Regions from separate parts of the Drosophila melanogaster genome. Here region 1 is linked to region 2. The links are chromatin contacts, called in public Hi-C maps. All regions are on one chromosome and are shown on one strand. The core of a region is the stretch at or near the end of the contact, and the rest is flanking DNA. Distances in the headings are between cores, read along the strand shown.

Region 1 (4,763 bases), core at 1,963-4,462, 190 kb after region 2:
CATGAAGGGTGCACTGTCCGCGGACGTCTGTACGGGTAAAATTTACTCGTGTTAGTCTTTAGCCAATTGGCAAAAAAAGGAAGCACAAAGACAACACACAACCCAATAAGAAACCAAATGAGCAGTGAAATGGGGATGCAATATAGGATGAAGAGTAGTTATAAGAAAGCAGCGCACCAATTCGTCCTTGAAGCTATGAATTGCGTTTCACATCAAAGACACATTTTACAGAGAAATCATGCATTTGCCTATGTATACACTTACATTAAAGAGGACAACTCCCTCATCATTGGTTATTGTAAAAAGCTCTTTGATGATACGTTCATACTCCTTGGCCTCGTACTGTAGCAAAAATGGCGAAATAAAAAGACAAGACAATAGACTTTAGTCTCGGTTCAGAAGTTTTGACCACACCACAGACAAATTAAGGCTATTAAGGTGTTAAGCATAACGATACAACTGGGTCTGTTTCGGGACACTCGGGGACACTGTGCTCACACCTGTAAGTGATTAGATGCTGACTTTCCGGGTCCGCCATTGTTAATGGTAGCCAAAAGGGCCTTATAGTCTGCCACTGTTTTCTCTGCCCTCACCTCGGCCTCGTGTCGCTTCGTTAATTCGATATTGATATAAACTATCTGAAAGATACAGGTGAGAGTTTTGTTTGCAGTTCATCAACATTGCCAAGACAACGGAGTATATATTCGTGGGTCGGTGCTCGGGCTCGTTTGTTTGTCAACCCAGACTTCTCTCTCTCTCTCTCTCTATTGTCGGGCACTACATTTGCGTATTCAAAAGGTTTGAACAGCTGTTTTTCGGGCAAGCGCAGTTTTCTCTCGCAATTCTATAGTTCCGTTGAGTTAGGACCCGAACCTATATACATATAACAACAGCCAGAGTCCAAAATCAGAGTTGATAATCCCCTCGAGAGTTGCCTCTAGCTTAGCAACTTGAAAACGGATGTCCCTCTTCCGCAAGCAATAAAGACTGAATAATTGGAAAATCTAAAGGCAAGCCGATCCTGAATAAAAATCAACATAATCCAACCGGAAGGTTATTTATATAAAAGAACAAGCCAATAGTTGCTTTTAATGTATTGATAATCCGAGGACCATAATTATGCAAATAGCTTGGCGATTTTAGAATTATCAGCACTTTTAGTGCTACTCTTTAAAATATTTCTATGTTATATATATATGTATATGCAGTGATATAAATAAGCCTTGATAATAGCCCCTAATCTCGTCAAGACTTTTTATTATGCTTAAATTCTTGAATAGAGTCCATGGAATCGTCAACAGAATTTACCCAAATTAAAATTGGGTCTCGACGAGCATGTAGAAAACCCGCTTTAAGGTGCCAACCCATCTGAACTTGATTGTCTGAGAACTTTTGCGATTTCTCGGAAATGTTTTTTCCCAATCAATTAGCAATCAACCTTTTTTTAAACGCGTTCATCAGTGTTTGGCGTAGACGCAACTAAGGCAAACATTGGATCGTTTTTCCATCACAGTTTTAGGTTTTCCGTGAACCTATTGGAATTTAGCTAGAACTGAAAACGATCTTTAGAACCGGTCCGCTGCGGAATTCGCGGAAAACCGGAAAGACAAAAGTTCTCGGGCGCTTTTCAAACGGATTTTCTAACATTCGACGCCATTAATACGAACTAATTGCTTTTCTCACAGAGATGATCATACAATTTGTCCGGCAGTAAATTACTTCCAAAGTCGTGTGCAGAATGTCTGGCATTGTTTGTGTCAATTAATATTATTGTAATGCCTATGATGTGCATTTATCATATAGAGAATGAAAATTGCACATAACCTGCCGCTGGCAATGCGAACAGGTTTTCTAGTCTGTGACTAAATTTAAACTTGAAACTGCCCTTCGGCTAATGGAACTGCTAGAACAACTATGGAAAATCTAAAATAAATCTTAATAGCTAAAAAGCCCATAGCCCGAAATATATTGCAATGAAATGACAGTTATGTTAAGCATAGATTAACACGGAACAGAAAAAAACAGAAATGCAGTCGAACTTTCATAACTGGAACAAGCGAGCACCTGTTTCAAATAAACAAAAAATCAAGTTCTGGAGTCTTAAGATCTTAAGTGCTTGTCTTAAGAAGACAAGGAGACTTTAACCTTTTATCAGATTAGATAGATTTGGAATAAATTATTGTTTCGACGCAAAGATCTTTAAATTTTAAAACTTTAACTTCTTTTGAAAGTTTCCCTTATGGAGGTTCGACTGTTTTGAAATTTGTAAAATTGTAAATTTCTCACCGTGGCAAAGAAGGCGAACAGCAGCAGCAGGACTTTGAACAGCGATATCCACATGGGCGTCATCATGCTCGATCTCGGGCTTAATCAATTGGATTTATAAATATATATAGATTCTGCGGACGGCGAACGTCTGCGTCGGGGATTAGTAATAGTATATAGCAGGTGATTGGCGGATCGGTGGCGTCTTATACCAATTTTCTTATTTCTACAACTTTGTTATTATAGCGCCGGCTGCTGTTGTTTTTTAGTGATCTGTGCGTTTTTTTCTTTTTATGGGCTTTGCGTATATAAAAAATAAACAAACTGGCACGACTAAATGTTAATGCCGGGCCTTTATACTGGTAGCTGGTGTTACTGTTGCCTCTTATTTATTTATAAATATTTTGTGCGGTGGCTCTGTGTGATATGTTGGCTATTCCGTTTTGTTTGTTTCCTTTGCACGTTTGCGAGACACACAGACAGACACTTCAATTAGTCGGTTTGCTTTTCACTTTAGTTTCGCTCTCGCCGCTTTAGTGGAACCGTTTTCGGATCGGTTCGATTTGGTTGCTCTGATGAAATGCCGCGATATTGATATCGTTTATAACCGATTTGGCTTGCAACTGGGCAATGGGCTATCCAAGTAGCTGATCGCAGGATATGTGAGTCTTCAACTTTTCGGCTCTGTGCGCCGTCTTTGAGTGACACGAAAAGCTCGAGATGAATGCGCTTTTATGGACCTCAAGCCCGATACCATCTGCCACCGATCTTAAGTGTTTATAGCGACGCGCGCTGGGATTTTCCGGTCAGATCGAGAGTTTCACCATATCTCCCGGGCATGCAGAGTGTTAAGCATTAACCAAGTTCGATTTCGACTGCGATTTCGATTTGGATTTCTCGCGATCGAGAACACACGACAGCGAGAGCGCACGTCTGGGAGGCAACTGAAAATGAAAAGTGGAGCCCAGAGGCCGCCGACTCGACTCGTCTGCTCCCCCAAACAATTGCTCAGTGCTTAAGTGCAGCTTTAAGCTAGCTTGCGAGAGTGTGAGCGGGAGCGGGCGCTGTGCGCGAGCGAGACGCCGCCGGTCAGAGGCGGTGGAAGCGGGATGGGTAGTGAGCGCGAGGGTCGTGCGAGGGAGCGGGACGTCTGGGCGAGCGGACCGCGATTTTATCACAGCTGACTCCGAGCAGTGCTACTAATTGCGCCTGCTTCACGAAAAACTTTACCAGTCGGAATTATCTGAATCATATTACACTTGGAGAAAAGTAAGTGCACATCAAACTAACACTATAATGACTAACGTTTTTAATTACATCTGTTGTTAAACCAAATACAAATCACTGGAGCTTTAAGAAGAATATCAAACCCTCAATTGTACTATTTTAACACATAAGTTAAAAACATACTTTCAAAAACTAATTCCATACAAACATTTTATTCATTCTAATCAGCATAGTTGCCATAAAGCTTTGCATAAAATGTACATATCGTTTGAGTGGCATTTGACACCAAAAATTAACTTCGTTATCGCAAAATTTTTTAAAACAAATATTACGAAAAAGTTAGAGCAGCCACAGAGTAATGTTTGGATGCCTCGAAGTCAGAGCTTTGTTATCTGCGGAAGTCAATCAAAGCTGCATTTTGGATGATTAAGTTTCCGTTTGAAATAATGAATACTGTACTTAATAAACACTTATGTACAAATTTGCCCTTTTCGTCGACCCATTTTAGTAATTAACTATTATCTGTCCGCTTGTTATTGAACATACGCGATTAGAGATTTATTGCTTTTTTATTAGGTATACTTAAAGAAGCAGCGATTGAATTATCACTTTTATTTAAATCCAGAAAGAAAACAAGTTTATAGGTAGCCCGAAAATATAGAAATTTCCCCGAGCTGAAAATAACCAAACTTTGTGGCAAGTGGGTGGTTGATTACCACCTTCTCTATCGGGCTAAACCCATGTTAGCCAAGTGTAGGGCTTCTCACAGTCGGTCAAGTTGACCTGTGAGAAGGTGCCGGCCAGCACTTGTTGCTGCTGAAAGTAAAAGTGGTGCCGGGCCAAAGCTCGGCATCAAAGCTCGCGGAGCACAACTGCTCTGCTCTCGGCACCACCACCAATGAAACTATCCCCACGTTGGAGCCCATCTAATATTTCTAACACATTTGATATTCCGAACGGGTGCCGCAAACGCCAGTTCCGTTGGCGCACGCGTCATGGGAGCCGCAGATCCGAATCGCTTAAATTAGCCCGCCAGTCGCCGCCTTGGAGCGTGCTGAGGCGCTTGGGAAAGATGGTGACTCAATTGGTATTTCCGAGAACGGCGGACAAAAAACCGCATCTTTAAGTCGCACACTGCAAGTAATCGCCATGTAAACGGCATCTGACGCAGTCGTGCCTGAATGGATCTACCTTGTGTGCTTATGTTTATGGCCCAAAGTGGATGTCGTTCGCCATGGAAAAACGGGAACTTCTTAGCAGAATGCATTTTA
Region 2 (4,345 bases), core at 1,465-3,964:
AAAGTGTCTTTAACTTTGATTTCTTGCTTACGAATGGCTAACCCATTCACCCTTAACCTGCGATCATTTTCATTAGCCGACGCATTTCCATGTTTCAATATCCCCTCAACCTCATCTCCGCACCTGGCCACCTTGGCCACCTCATCAGGAGCAAACGAAAAAGCCGCAAGTAAACGAAAACTTTCACGGCTCAATGCGTTTTAATTTTTTCTTGGCATTCGGTTATTTTTTTTCCTTGGCTAATTTCTTTGCATTTGGGGGTCAGCAGCAGCAGCAGCAGCAGCAGCTCATTGTGTGGCATTGCTTGGTTGCCCCACCTTAGTTTCGTTTATTTTTTTCCAACTGATTTTACATAATCCTGGCCAGCGCACTCGGTGCGAAGATGTGGGGGATATTCAATATTGCAGCACTGACGATTAATCAGTTTTTTTTTGCGTATCCGACTTTTTTTTTTTGCAGTTCCTGCGGAACCAAGTTCATCTGGGCTGCACCTGCGCAGGCGTGTGAAATGCTCATCACTTCCTCTGGGCCTTTTCAATCGTAACTTTCGAACTCTTTCGGGGATCGGGCGGAAATGTTGGCTCCCCTGGGCTTCAGCTGTCCGCGATGCTTGCTCCTGCGACGTGGCGCCGAGCGTTGGGCCTCACTGGCCCGCCAATTGTCGGGCAGCAGCTCCCAGGATGATGCCAGCAGCAAGGATGCGGCCGCCCAGGAGGCAGCAAGTGGCTGTCCGCCCAATAGCACAACGACGGGCACTGACACTCCCAAAGCCAAAGATAAAACCACCAAGGGAAGGAAGCGGCTCAGAAACATAGAGGTAATGTTGTAAGCTAGTTGTTATCATTGCTATTATAGGTTAAATATCAGTTGGTAAGATTGTAGTTCATTAGAAAGAAAGGATCATCGATCTAGTATTGTAACACAAAACTTAGTGTAGTTCTATGAACTTCTAAAACTATTGAGCAGTATTATCGAAGGATCCAATTGTTATCACAATACTGAAATAACTTTCTATCCTAAGAGGAAAGTGGCTCAAGAGATTGCATATTATATAATCGTTTGCAGATACCTCCCGAGCCCACCACCTGCTGCATGTCGGGCTGCGCCAACTGCGTTTGGCTGGACTACGCACAGACGCTGGCCAAGCTGCTGGGCGACAACGATGAGGAGGCGCGAGAGATTGTGCTGAGCAAGATCACCGACCCGAACCTGAAGATGTTCCTCAGCCTGGAGCTGCGCCAGATGGCTAAGCAGCGGGAGGAGAAGGCGGCGGCGGAGAAAGCAGCGAAGCAGGGAAAGCCAAAGAAATCCTCGCCCCCGCCGTAGTACAAATCCCCGCTCACCTAAATATCTAGTTAGGACCAAATTCGTAGTAGCTCAAATTTACTCTTGTACTTAGTGTGTAAGAACTAAGAAACCTCAAAATAAACATGTAAGAGTTAAGGTTCTGAAGAAGTTATTTTCGTAGTTCTAAAGATTCTGCATAGCTTTGCAAATATTCTACACATTGTTAGAAACCATTCTTTTTTAAATGTAAGTACTCACGAAATGCGGAAAAGCCGGCGCTGAAGTGCGGGTCACTTGGGAAGCCGGCTGGGAATGCGTGTGGCAGGACAGGATTCGCAGCTCCACCGGCGGCAATTGCTGGCGGCGGGCTCACGTAGCTGAGTTTCTGGTGCACCAGCTGCGGCGGATGATGGTGATGATGATGATGCTGCTGGTGCTGCTGGCTAGGATGCTGCGGATAGTCCTTGGCGTGACCATAGAAATCGTAGGCGGGATATGCGGCTAGCGAGGTGCGTTCATCGCTGATGGAAATGTCTGGCGAGGAGACGCTTCCTCCATCGCTGTGATAGGGCGTGTCACAGGGCGGCGGCTTGTGGGCGTGTGTTCCGACGTCGATTTCCCCATTTTCCGAGGAGCGCGTTTCCAAATGCCCGTACAGACGTTCGAAAAACTGTCGCGGCGACGAGGGACGTTGCGGCACGGATAGAATCGTAGTGTTCGCTATGGGATCTAAGCTGTCACTCCTTTTGATGCCCGGCGAGCCGTCGGGTGAGCCAATCTCAACTTTGTGACGTTGCATTTCGTTTGAGGATGTGCCGCGTTAGCTGTCCAAACTAATCACTTGGGTAATCGGCGAGCGACTGAAGTGCCACAAATAATTCTACTTCCGCTGGTCAAGCGACGCTTATCCTGACGTCGACGTCGGCAGAGGAACTGGGTGAAAAAAAAAAACAAAGCAAATTACGCGGCACATCAGAAAATTAACAGCAGCAGCGGGGGCGCCTAAAATGCTGCTTACTAATAATAATAATAAAAAAAAAGGACCCCCTTCCCACTAAACACCTGAAGTGTGGCCTGAAACCCGGTTTGATTGGCTGAAGTGCCGTGCAATTAACCCCTAATTTTACTTCCGGCCAAAGTTTCACTTAAGGGTGGCAAGCAGTGTGCCTAAATAAGCTCCGCCCACTCTTAAGCAAGCAGTACTCACGTCTTCATACAAGCAGTGTGTGCGTACAGTCCCTGGTTTAGCCAAGTTTCTTACCTCGCCAGTGCTTTGCGAGGACAACAACCTTAAGAGCGAGATCCCTAGAGGTGGGCAATCAGCATTTGCTTCTTCAATGTATTTCATGCATTTTTCAAACTACCATAAACGGTCCGTCTAAATGGCAAAAAGTCTATATAAGCAACCGAATCGCGCCACTATCTGTAATTTTACATAGCGCGCGCGAGGGATCGAATCAAATCGAATCGAGTCGAGTCGAGTTCGTGGATTATATCAGCATGGATAATGTGTTCCCAAAACTTCGGTGCGTAAACGTGTGCTGTTTTGGGAAAGAAGTATCGATGAAGTGATAGTGATCGAAAGAACGAAAACAAAAACAAACGATTACGGTTATGTTGCCAATCCGTCTGCGCTGCGCAACCGATTTGCACGTACCGTTAGTTCGCGCAGCTGTCGCAGCCACCGAAAGTGCCAATAAAGAATAATAACAATAAACAAAGACCAACAAGTGGTGACGAAAATAAGAAAAAAAAAGGTACATCCCTTCGATTTTGGCCAATTTCGATTTTGTTTATCGAATTCCCATATCCCCTCAAACACCACAAAATGGGAGCAGTGCAAAACAAATAAAACCAGAAAAATTGCAGCGACTTTTGTTTGTTGTTTTCTGTCCGGATATTAATTGAATGGCTTTTATTTGGCCCCGGCGTGCATTTGTGTTTGTTTCTCTGACGGCTCTGAGCTGCGTTTGAGCAATGCAAAAATATTTTGTTAAAACTCGTTTCGTTTCGTTTAGAGCTTATTTGGCTTAAGCCCGCGAGTGTGTGTTTTTCAGTCGCCGACTTTTTTCCATCCATCAATTTCGGTTTTTTGTTACACTGACATATGCAAATTTTTTGAACATTTTTCGTGCGTTTTATTTTTTTGAGCTCAATTTATAAATACCTTCTGGTTGCACAGAAAAATGAAATTCAGACATGAACCTCGACTTAAAAAGTAATCAAACTGGATTGGAATCAATTGCAAAACAATCATATTTAATGAATTACAAACAGTAACCTTAAATTTATACATCAATACATCACATCATTGTGCTGAAAGACCTTAAAATAAATTTGCAAATATTTAAGCATAGTGTTTTGAGTCTTTAGAATGTTTGTATATTTTTTGTCGTGTGTAGAGCCTCTTCGGCATTTCCTCCTCCAGGCGATGTTTAATAAAGCGAAACCCACATGTTGTTCATTCTGTTTTCCATCCAAAAACAAACGAAAAAAAACAATAACATCAGCCTTTTCATTTCCATTGACATTTATGAGCGGCGCTAAGGGTGCACGCTGCCTCTCGCTCGCACGCAGAACTTCCTGCCTCTGGCCATCCCGCTTGCACATGCAGAGGCGTGGGCGGAGGCATTCGCGAGGGGCTTATTGTGGGATTTCTTTTGATTCCCTAATTCCCACCGCGGGATTTCTCGTGGGCTCGTTTTCATTATCCTGCGCATGCGCAGCATATTACGGGAAAATTGTTATGGAAATGAACGCGGACTTTTATGTTTGATTGATAGAAATGTCGCGTACTTACCAATTAACAGCGCAACAACAACGACTAACAGCTGTTGGCAATGTGTGTTGTCCGGTTACCGTTAGAAATTCGAGTGTAGAATAGTAATGCAAGTGGTAGCAAACAAAATAGTGACGAATGCACATGGGTATTAGAATGCTTTGAGACAGGAAATGTTTGGAACCCAAATAGTTTAAGATCGATATATTATATGTGTTTAGAAACATTCTACGATTTGTATACCTTTACATTTCTTAAGATGTTGTGTTTATTTTTATT

What was found. Hi-C and Micro-C count contacts between places; a contact is called where the count stands out from the background.
Region 1: a Hi-C map of the Kc167 cell line shows a contact between it and region 2, with 2.8 times the contacts expected there. A contact is called at or near these places in 4 of 107 Hi-C or Micro-C datasets (the Kc167 cell line, the S2 cell line, brain and 1 more).

Annotation. Positions count from the first base shown.
Region 1 is chr3R:27,066,858-27,071,620 of dm6, forward strand. spz (spatzle) reads right to left here and starts at 3,213. Exons shown (of 6, transcript NM_001144644.2): 1 at 2,287-3,213; 2 at 1-27. The coding sequence starts at 2,352.
Region 2 is chr3R:26,879,020-26,883,364 of dm6, forward strand. It overlaps T48 (Transcript 48), which reads left to right and starts at 2,715. Exons shown (of 3, transcript NM_001276070.1): 1 at 2,715-3,044. It overlaps ro (rough), which reads right to left and starts at 2,152. Exons shown (of 3, transcript NM_170294.1): 1 at 1,546-2,152. The coding sequence starts at 2,086. CG5500 reads left to right here. Exons shown (of 3, transcript NM_143254.3): 2 at 460-817; 3 at 1,066-1,440. The coding sequence starts at 575. The coding sequence ends at 1,326.